Linked DNA regions of Rattus norvegicus: region 2 is linked to region 1. A link is a contact called in public Hi-C data. All regions are on one chromosome and are shown on one strand. Each heading gives the region's core, a stretch centred on a gene start, on an enhancer-like site or on the middle of the called end of the contact. The rest is flanking DNA. Distances are from core to core; before and after follow the strand shown.

Region 1 (4,067 bases), core at 1,228-3,727:
TGTGTGTGTGTGTGTGTGTGTGAGAGAGAGAGAGAGAGAGAGAGAGAGAGAGAGAGAGAGGGAGAGAGAGAGAGATTGATTTACCATATTGGTCATTTTGGCCATTTCAAATGCTGCTTTGTGTTTTATGAGTAGAAACCTTGGCAGATAAGATCTAGAGGTAACCATTGAGACTTCTTTACTACGTTGTACTTGTTTGGGGTCAAGAGTTCACTGAGCTCACATATTAATATGTGAAAATGCAAAGAAATGATGGTAAATCAATCTTAGCAGGTTGGTTTCCTGATGAAAGCATTGATTCAAATATAACTCCACTAACCTACTCCTCAGTGTCAAAGATAAAATGATTTAATTTTTCTGTATAAGAAGCATTTGGCAAGTGCGCAGAGCAACAGCAACTCCGAGCCAGCCGTTCTTCAAAAAGGAAGCTCTTTGACATGAGAGGTTGTCTCCAACTGGCAGGGTTTAGGAGCAGACATTCTTAAAATAACAAATTTTAGACATCTTATTTTATTATAAAAATAGAAAATAGAAAAATGTTGCCAGGTCTTGTTTTTGCCGTGTGTGTGTGTGTGTGTGTGTGTGTGTGTGTGTGTGTGTGTGTGACACATGCTAGAAAGTAAACCCACAGAGCATTGGAAGCATTCAACCGCCACTAACTGTACTCTTAGAATGCAAAATAATTTTCAATTAAGTTGAGAATATTAAGAAATAAAGACAGCAAAGTACCATTAACAATAGGTAAAAGTTCTATTTTCTTTTCTCTCTCTTTTTTTAAACAAGCTCTGTACCACTGAACTAACTATATCCCAGTCCAAACTCTGATTTTTTTAATGTGTGTGTGTGTGTGTGTGTGTGTGTGTGTGTGTGTGTGTGTGTGTGTGTTTCACCCCCATGACTTCCCTTATTGGTTCCCACCATAATGCCCTGAAACAGAGTCCTTTACTTGAACTTCAGCTAGGCTGACTGGTAGCATGCTCCCCAGAACCACCACCTTTGCTACACCCTTCCCCATGTCACTCCCAGGGCTAGTGTTACACACATGCCCATTGTTTTAGTGAGAGCTCTGGGGTTTGAACACAGATCCTGTCTCAGTTGCACTCTATTGGTATAAGAACACACCAAGAGAGAGACCAAAAGTGACTTGAGGGAGGAAAACATTTGGCCTTACACTGCTACATCACAGTTCATCCTTTAGTGAAGTCAGGCCAGGAACTCCAGGCAGGAAGTGAAGAAGAGACCATGGAGGCACACTGCTTACTCAGTCTGCACAGTGGGGTTAACACCCACACTGGGCTGGGCCCTCCCACATCAATCGCCGATGAAGAAAATACCCCCACAGCTTTTCATCCTGACTAATGTGATGGGGCCCCTTTCCAGGAGCCCCGGCCTGCATCAGGTTGACAAACACTAACCCACACAGAATCTCACTATTGCACAGGAAGTGCTTTTACCCACAAGGCCATCTGCCCAGCCCCAAAGTAGTATCTTTTAAAACCACATGTCAGTTTCTATGTTTATTTGCTTTCCTTCTGTGGATATGCATAATTTCCTAAGTCTTAATTCTCTCTTCAGAAATAAAGCTAGGGCTGAAGAGACCACTGCTCTTTCAAAGAACCAGAGTTCAGTTCCCAACTCCAGATCAGGAGGCTAAGAAGTCTACCTCCAGCTCTGGGGCAGGGGACATCCGACACTTTGTCCAGGCCTCTGCAATGCCTACACAGGGGTCCCACATACTCATATACACGTACATCTTTTAAAAAGAAAGAGAGGAAACTTAGGGCAAAGTCTAGCCTTTCTGAGTCATGACAACCTAAATTTACTACTCACTGAAAAGCCATTTTCAAGAGGGAAGGGGGAAAACTTTTCACAACAATCTCCACAGTGAGGGTGGGGAATTGAGGACAATCCAGATTGTACAGTAAGACCTTGCCTCAGAAGCAAGGCGTGAGAGGAAAAGGGCAAGGAAGTGAGTATATTAATTACTTTTCCTTTTATTTTTTACTATAAAAGTTTAAAACTTTTGATTTTTTTTTTTCCGGAGCTGAGGACCGAACCCAGGGCCTTGAGCTTGCTAAGCAAGCGCTCTACCACTGAGCTAAATCCCCAAACCCTTAAAACTTTTAAAAATTAATTTTAATATTTAATGTGTATGTGTTTGACTTTATAAATGTTTATTGCTAGCATTCTGGAAAGAAGCCAGGAGAGGGCCTTGGATCCACTGGAACTGGAGTTACCAGTGGTTGTGAGCTGCCATGTGGGTAAGGAGAATTAGATCAGGTCCTCTGGAGGAGTCACTGAGCTGTCTTTCCAGCCCGCTACTTACTTTTCTAACTGGTATGTGAAAATACCTGACAATAGCTGCTTGAGGAAGGAAAGGTTTCTTTTGGTTTCACCATTTGAGACTGTGGATGTCGTGGCGGGGGAGTCAGGGTAGCAGGAGGATGAGTCAGCTGCTTAGACTGCGTGCACAGTCTGCTCATGAATTAAATTCCACACCCGAGGCAGAGGACAGGAGATGCGATCCCAGAGCCAGGGTACGCTCAGCAGCAGACGCAAGTGTGTACAAGGCTCCAGCTTTAATCTCCACTAGATGTGAGGGTTTAGTCACACTGGACGTGTCAACCTACTTATCCCATTTGACTTGAACACATTTCGGAGGTTATTGATTTAAAATGACATGGACAAGGGCTGAGGATGTAGTCTAGCAAGCAAGCGTGAGGCCCTAGGGTCAACCACAAAGAAAACAGAAACACAAGTATGTGAATTTGGAGATGTTTTATGTAAAAATGTGAGACCCCTACTTCTGAAGGGGAAAACAGTCACAAGATCTAACTTGGCACTTGAAACTGACTCAAACGAACAAGTCAGCTGAAACCTTGAGCAGCACCCTGTGAGGCCAGCTACTCCTGTTACCTCTGAATACAGCGTCCTATAAGGCTGGGTAGTTCTGTTGCCTCCAAATACATTACATGAGTTTGGAGTCAGGGACTGGGCTGGGTGTTTGTGGATTCTTGGCCTCATAGCCAAAGAATTGAAAATAAGGGTTCACTGAGGATTTCTAGAATAAGCAAAGTGGCTTAGAACAAATCAACAGTGCAGACTGAAGAGGAATATGCTGTCAGGACTGACAACAGCAGGCCACACAGGCGAGAATACTCCTTAGCGTACTTCACGATCCTTACGTGGAGTTCCAGAGGAAGAACAGTTTGATTACTAAGGGCTATGCCTGATCAGCTCTCTATTTTGATTAATACATTGAATTTTACATTAATTTGCCCTGCTGCATATGTTCCTTCCTATCATAATACAGCTGATTTTACTCACATGGATGCATAGGCAGGCATAAATCAGTAAACCAGTCTCTCTAAATCTTTACTAGAGAGGGGCTAGAGAAATGGCCCTGCAGTTAAGAATATATAATACTCTTGCAGAAGACCCAAGTTTAGTTCCCAGCACCCACAGCTGGCTGTTAACTCCAATTTATGAGGGGATCCGATGCTTCTGATCTCCACAGGCATCTGCAATCACATGCACATACCCACATGTAGGCACACACATGCATATATACTTTTCAAGCCAAAATAAGTCTTTAAAGTTTGCTAGAGGAACGAACTTTGCCTTAGTGCAATAATACACCCCACACCAAGTTCAGATTAGCCCTTCTATTTTTCATATCTGATATGTCAGGAGTACACTGTCTAAATTCGGTTACTATTATGAATGGACAAGCATTGTTCAAAGGTGAGAATGCAAGTAGCCTGACACAGGTGAGGAGCTGAGGTAGTTCTGAAGTTGTTAAGTGCGTTGTATAGAGAGAGTTGTGTGTGCACAGTGAATGTAGGTGAAAGAACTGGACCATTAAATGAATCTGTGTGGGGTTGGGGATTTAGCTCAGTGGTAGAGCGCTTGCCTAGGAAGCGCAAGGCCCTGGGTTCGGTCCCCAGCTCCGAAAAAAAGAACCAAAAAAAAAAAAAAAAAAAAAAAAGAATCTGTGTGCTCTGCCTCAGGATAGCAATCTGTCTCCCAGGCCCGCCTGCTTCAGATCCACTCAGCCATTTCACTTG
Region 2 (3,972 bases), core at 576-3,075, 250 kb after region 1:
TTGTTCAAATTCTGCCTTGAAAATATATACATGCAAACACTTAAGTTTTGAAAATGAGGTTTCATAAAAGAAATGAATGTTGTTATAGCTTTTCAACATAGTCATTGTTATATGTGATTATAGTAACCTATAGTGTTAATATCTGTTTATTTCTTGATTTCCTGACAAGTAGAGTTTCTCTGGAAATTTAGCCAAGTATGTATTGTTCATTTTTAGACAGAAGTCCTGACTGTCTCTGCCTCCTTTCATTGGAGCAAACTGAACAGTGGAGCATAGCCAAAGCTACCATGTTTTCATGTCTTCTCTTCTTTATGAGCTTCAAAGACTCCTTCACCATTGCTTTCTTCTCCACACTTCCTATCTTATGGCTCTCCGGGAGCCTTGAGTCTCTCCAGGGTTAATTGCTGCAGGAGTAGGAAAACGCCTTGCTCTATAAATCCTCCAGTACCCTGAAACAGCCATGCCCAATAGCTCACTTGGGGTTTTAAAATGACTTTGTGTCCTTTGCTGATTTCTGCTGCCTTCTGGCCAGTGGGAGGGTGTGACTACCTGGGGAGGAAGGAAAGGTTGCTACTGAGAACACCTTTTGAGGGTTGGTCCCTCTGTGCTAGCTCTGTGCTAGTGTTCATACTTGATGGCTACAGCACTCTACCAACTGTGCTTTTTAGTCGTTGTTGTTTGTTGTTTGTTTTTTGGAAATCTGGTAATTGGAGTCAAGTTGGTTTTGTAGGTATAACTCTGTCTGGCAAACCATCACCATAGACAGTGTTTTAATTTGTTCTGTGCTCACTTTCTCTGATTAATGAAGTGCGGACAAGCAGACAAGGGCATAGGTTGCAGCCATGGCAACAAAGACTAGGAGGATCCTGGGTGGATGATGCTTGGTAGCCACTAGTTACTGATGGTGGTGAAGTTGCTCTGAAAAGAGAGAGAACATGGCCTGTCTTTCATGGTAATTATTTCTTTCTCTTCCTCTTCCTCTTCCTCCTCTTTCTCTTTCTCCCTCCAGTCTTCTTCCTCCTTCCCTCCTTTTCCTCATCCTCCTTTTCTTCCTCTTCTTCTTAAACTATTTTTAAAAATTTTACCTGTGTTGGTGCTTTGCCTAGGTGTGTATAGGTGCATTGTGTCTGGGTGTACCTGGTGGCCATGGAGGAGAAGACATCAAATTTCCTGGTCCTGGTGTCCTTTTAAAGTTGGAGCTTAAAATTGTTTGCACTATAGTCCTGTTTGGATTTTGCCAGAAACTTTGTGTTTGTGAACGTTTGGATTTAGATTTTTATTTCTTTCATTTCAGACAGTGTAATTAAGATTCTTGGTTCCTTATGCTAAATTTATTTTTTTCAGTTGTGGGATGATTTTCTATTAGATATAACTGCAGTGATAACATGCTCACCTTGTTTTGTATAGATTTTCATCCTTTTATTAAATTCTCACCTGGTTGTATGTAAGGAAGAGGCCAAGGTCAAGCCTGCAGAGAGAGGGGAGAATGCTGGTTACTGGCTCAGTTGCTTGGGCAAGACGGTGTTCTCTGTAGTGTCTTCTCCATTCAGGTGCCTGCGTCTTCTCCTTACCTCACATCTCCAGGAGGGAGTGGAGAGGCTTTTATTGAGCACAGAGCGAGATAAGTAGACAGCTTTCTGTTGCTGGAACAGTGCACTTGCAAGTAAGTAGATTTTCTCTTGACATATGCTTATCCCTTTTGTCAGAACACAGTTCTTTCTTAAGAATATGAAATCACCCTCTCTTACCCAAGCGCTCCTGTCTTCACACTCACATGACTCACACACATTTCAGAGTCTGTACTCAGGCTGAGCTTGGAGCAGTCATACCTATACCACATTGTTCCGGAATTGGAGTACATAGCCTGCAATTTCATAGCATTCCTTTGTTTAGACGTTACAGTCATGAAGGTCATTACAAAGAAGGGCTTCGTGCTCAATGGAATAATTGAAGAAAGTTTAATAACGTCATTCTTTACAATTGTGTTTGTGAAGTTTATGGAAATTCATTAGACACAATGAATCATCCGAGAATAGCTAAGGTCCTTGGCCTGTGCGGGGAGGGTGAAAGACGTGCATGTCACAGATAGAGCTGCCTGAGGGGAGACAGCCCTCTGAATAAGGGTGCAGGCAGCCTGTAGTAACCTGTTGGACAGTATCTAGGGAATAAGTTCCCTGACTTCACTGTGTTTTCACTCTTTGATCTTCTGCCAATGCCTTTCATTGGTTGACAAAATGAGCAACCTCTTAATGCATTTCTTAAAGCTTAGTTTTGGAGGCTGCAGAGCAGCATTGAGAATGGTAGAGGGTAATTGTAGAGGAGTCAATAGAAACTGTTCCCAATAGATGTTCTCAGTTCTCTCTCTCTCTCAATCCCTCTCTCTCTCTCTCTCTCTCTCTCTCTCTCTTTCTGTGTGTGTGTGTGTGTGTGTTTGTGTATTGTATGTGAATGTTTATGTATATGTGGAGACCAGAGGTCAGTACTTTGTATGTATGTATTATATGTTCATGTACACATCTATACATGTGTATGGACTAGCAGTTGATAATGCGTGTATATTATATGGACATCTGTGTATGTGCATGTGTGTGTATAGACCACATTCGACGTTGTTTGTGTTATATGAGCATGACTGTGTATCTTTGTGCATGTGTATAGACTAGAGATTGATATTGTATGTGTGTATGCATGTCGTATGTGCATGTCTATGTATGTGTGTACATGTGTATAGGCCAGAGATTGACATTGTGTGTGTGATATATGTGCATGTCTATCTGTGTGTGTGTGTGTGTGTGTGTGTGTGTGTGTGTGTGTGTGTATACACCAGAGATTGACATTGGTTGCCTTCTTCAATTGCTGTCTTCCTTTTTTTGAGATGGAGATTTTCGCTTGTATCTAGGCCTTGCCATTTAGGTAGACTGTCTGACCAGCAGGTTGCAGGCATCCTCTGTCTTTGACTCACCATTGCTGGAGTGGCATGTGTGTGCTGCCTCACTTGGCCTTCTTATGTAGGTGTTGGAGATCAAATTTATGTCCTCATGCTCTGCTGTCATCTTTACCAACTGAGCTATGTCCCCAGTCCCTCTCCTCTCTGTGCATGGGTAAGTTTGGTTGTATCCTGGGGATTATATAGAAAAAATAGAAGAAAACTTAATTATTGTTCCAGTGAGCACTTACTTTAAATCATGGTCATTTAAAGGAGACTGTGAGGTAAAAATATTTCTAGTTAAATTTGGATATGGCTGTGTGGTCCCTTATTTTCCTGTTTATACTGAAGGAATGTGCAGTAGTTTTTCCTGTTTGTTTTTCCACTGTGATTTATTTAGCTTTAATGTTTTGTTTTTATTTCTGTATTGGGCAGCCTCTAGTGGTCCTTGAGGAAATAACACTCAAACATGAACCCACTGTCTTACCATTGTTTTTTGACATCTTGTCTTCCGATCCTACATTTTTATGTTGTTTTGTAGTACATACAGTGTCAAATAACAAAGATCATGAGGTTCGCTAGAAGGAGCATAAACAAAGAAAGTAAGAAATGAGCCTTTCCTTACAAGTTTTTAATACTTGTGCTAACATTGCTACAGGATCGGCTTGGTTCTAAAAGGTCTCTCTGAAAACATCCAAAGGACAGGAGGACTCATTCCATGCAAAGCTAGAAACAGCGTGCTTCAGGAGGACAGCCAGCAAGTCTTGTGCTCCCGTACAGCACAGCAAGTGTACATTTCAGAACAGAAGGGGCTCTTTAGGCTATCTGGAAAGATATCTTTTACTTGGCAAGAAGGGAACATGGCAGAAATGAGGTCAGAGGGAGAGCCCCAATGATTCCTTATTTGAGGTCAGAGGCTGTACCGTTTTTGTTTGTTTGCTTTTGTTTGTTTTTCTTTATTTGTTTGATTTTATGTACAGTGAAAGCTATTAGATGGTATTAAGAAAGTAAAGGGCAACTTGAGCGTCTGGCTAGAGAATGCTACG

Evidence for each region. A called contact is a pair of places that touch in the nucleus more often than the background predicts.
Region 2: a Hi-C map of the A7r5 cell line shows a contact between it and region 1, with 2.9 times the contacts expected there. The contact joins two enhancer-like sites. A contact is called at or near these places in 8 of 12 Hi-C or Micro-C datasets (the A7r5 cell line, the Rat2 cell line, frontal cortex and 4 more) and 1 of 1 datasets of contacts at active chromatin or transcription factors (oligodendrocytes).

What each region holds. Positions count from the first base shown.
Region 1 is chr5:107,572,939-107,577,005 of GRCr8, forward strand. No RefSeq gene overlaps it. Among named protein-coding and RNA genes, the nearest start is that of Mllt3, 14 kb to the left of the region's middle. Within about 2 kb of position 2,478, at least 11 of the 93 cell types and tissues checked have an H3K27ac peak or open chromatin away from gene starts, as enhancers often do. A contact at or near this core is called in the A7r5 cell line, where this site is marked.
Region 2 is chr5:107,823,171-107,827,142 of GRCr8, forward strand. All of the region lies in intron 19 of Focad (focadhesin), which reads left to right. Among named protein-coding and RNA genes, the nearest start is that of Hacd4, 140 kb to the right of the region's middle. Within about 2 kb of position 1,826, at least 6 of the 93 cell types and tissues checked have an H3K27ac peak or open chromatin away from gene starts, as enhancers often do. A contact at or near this core is called in the A7r5 cell line, where this site is marked.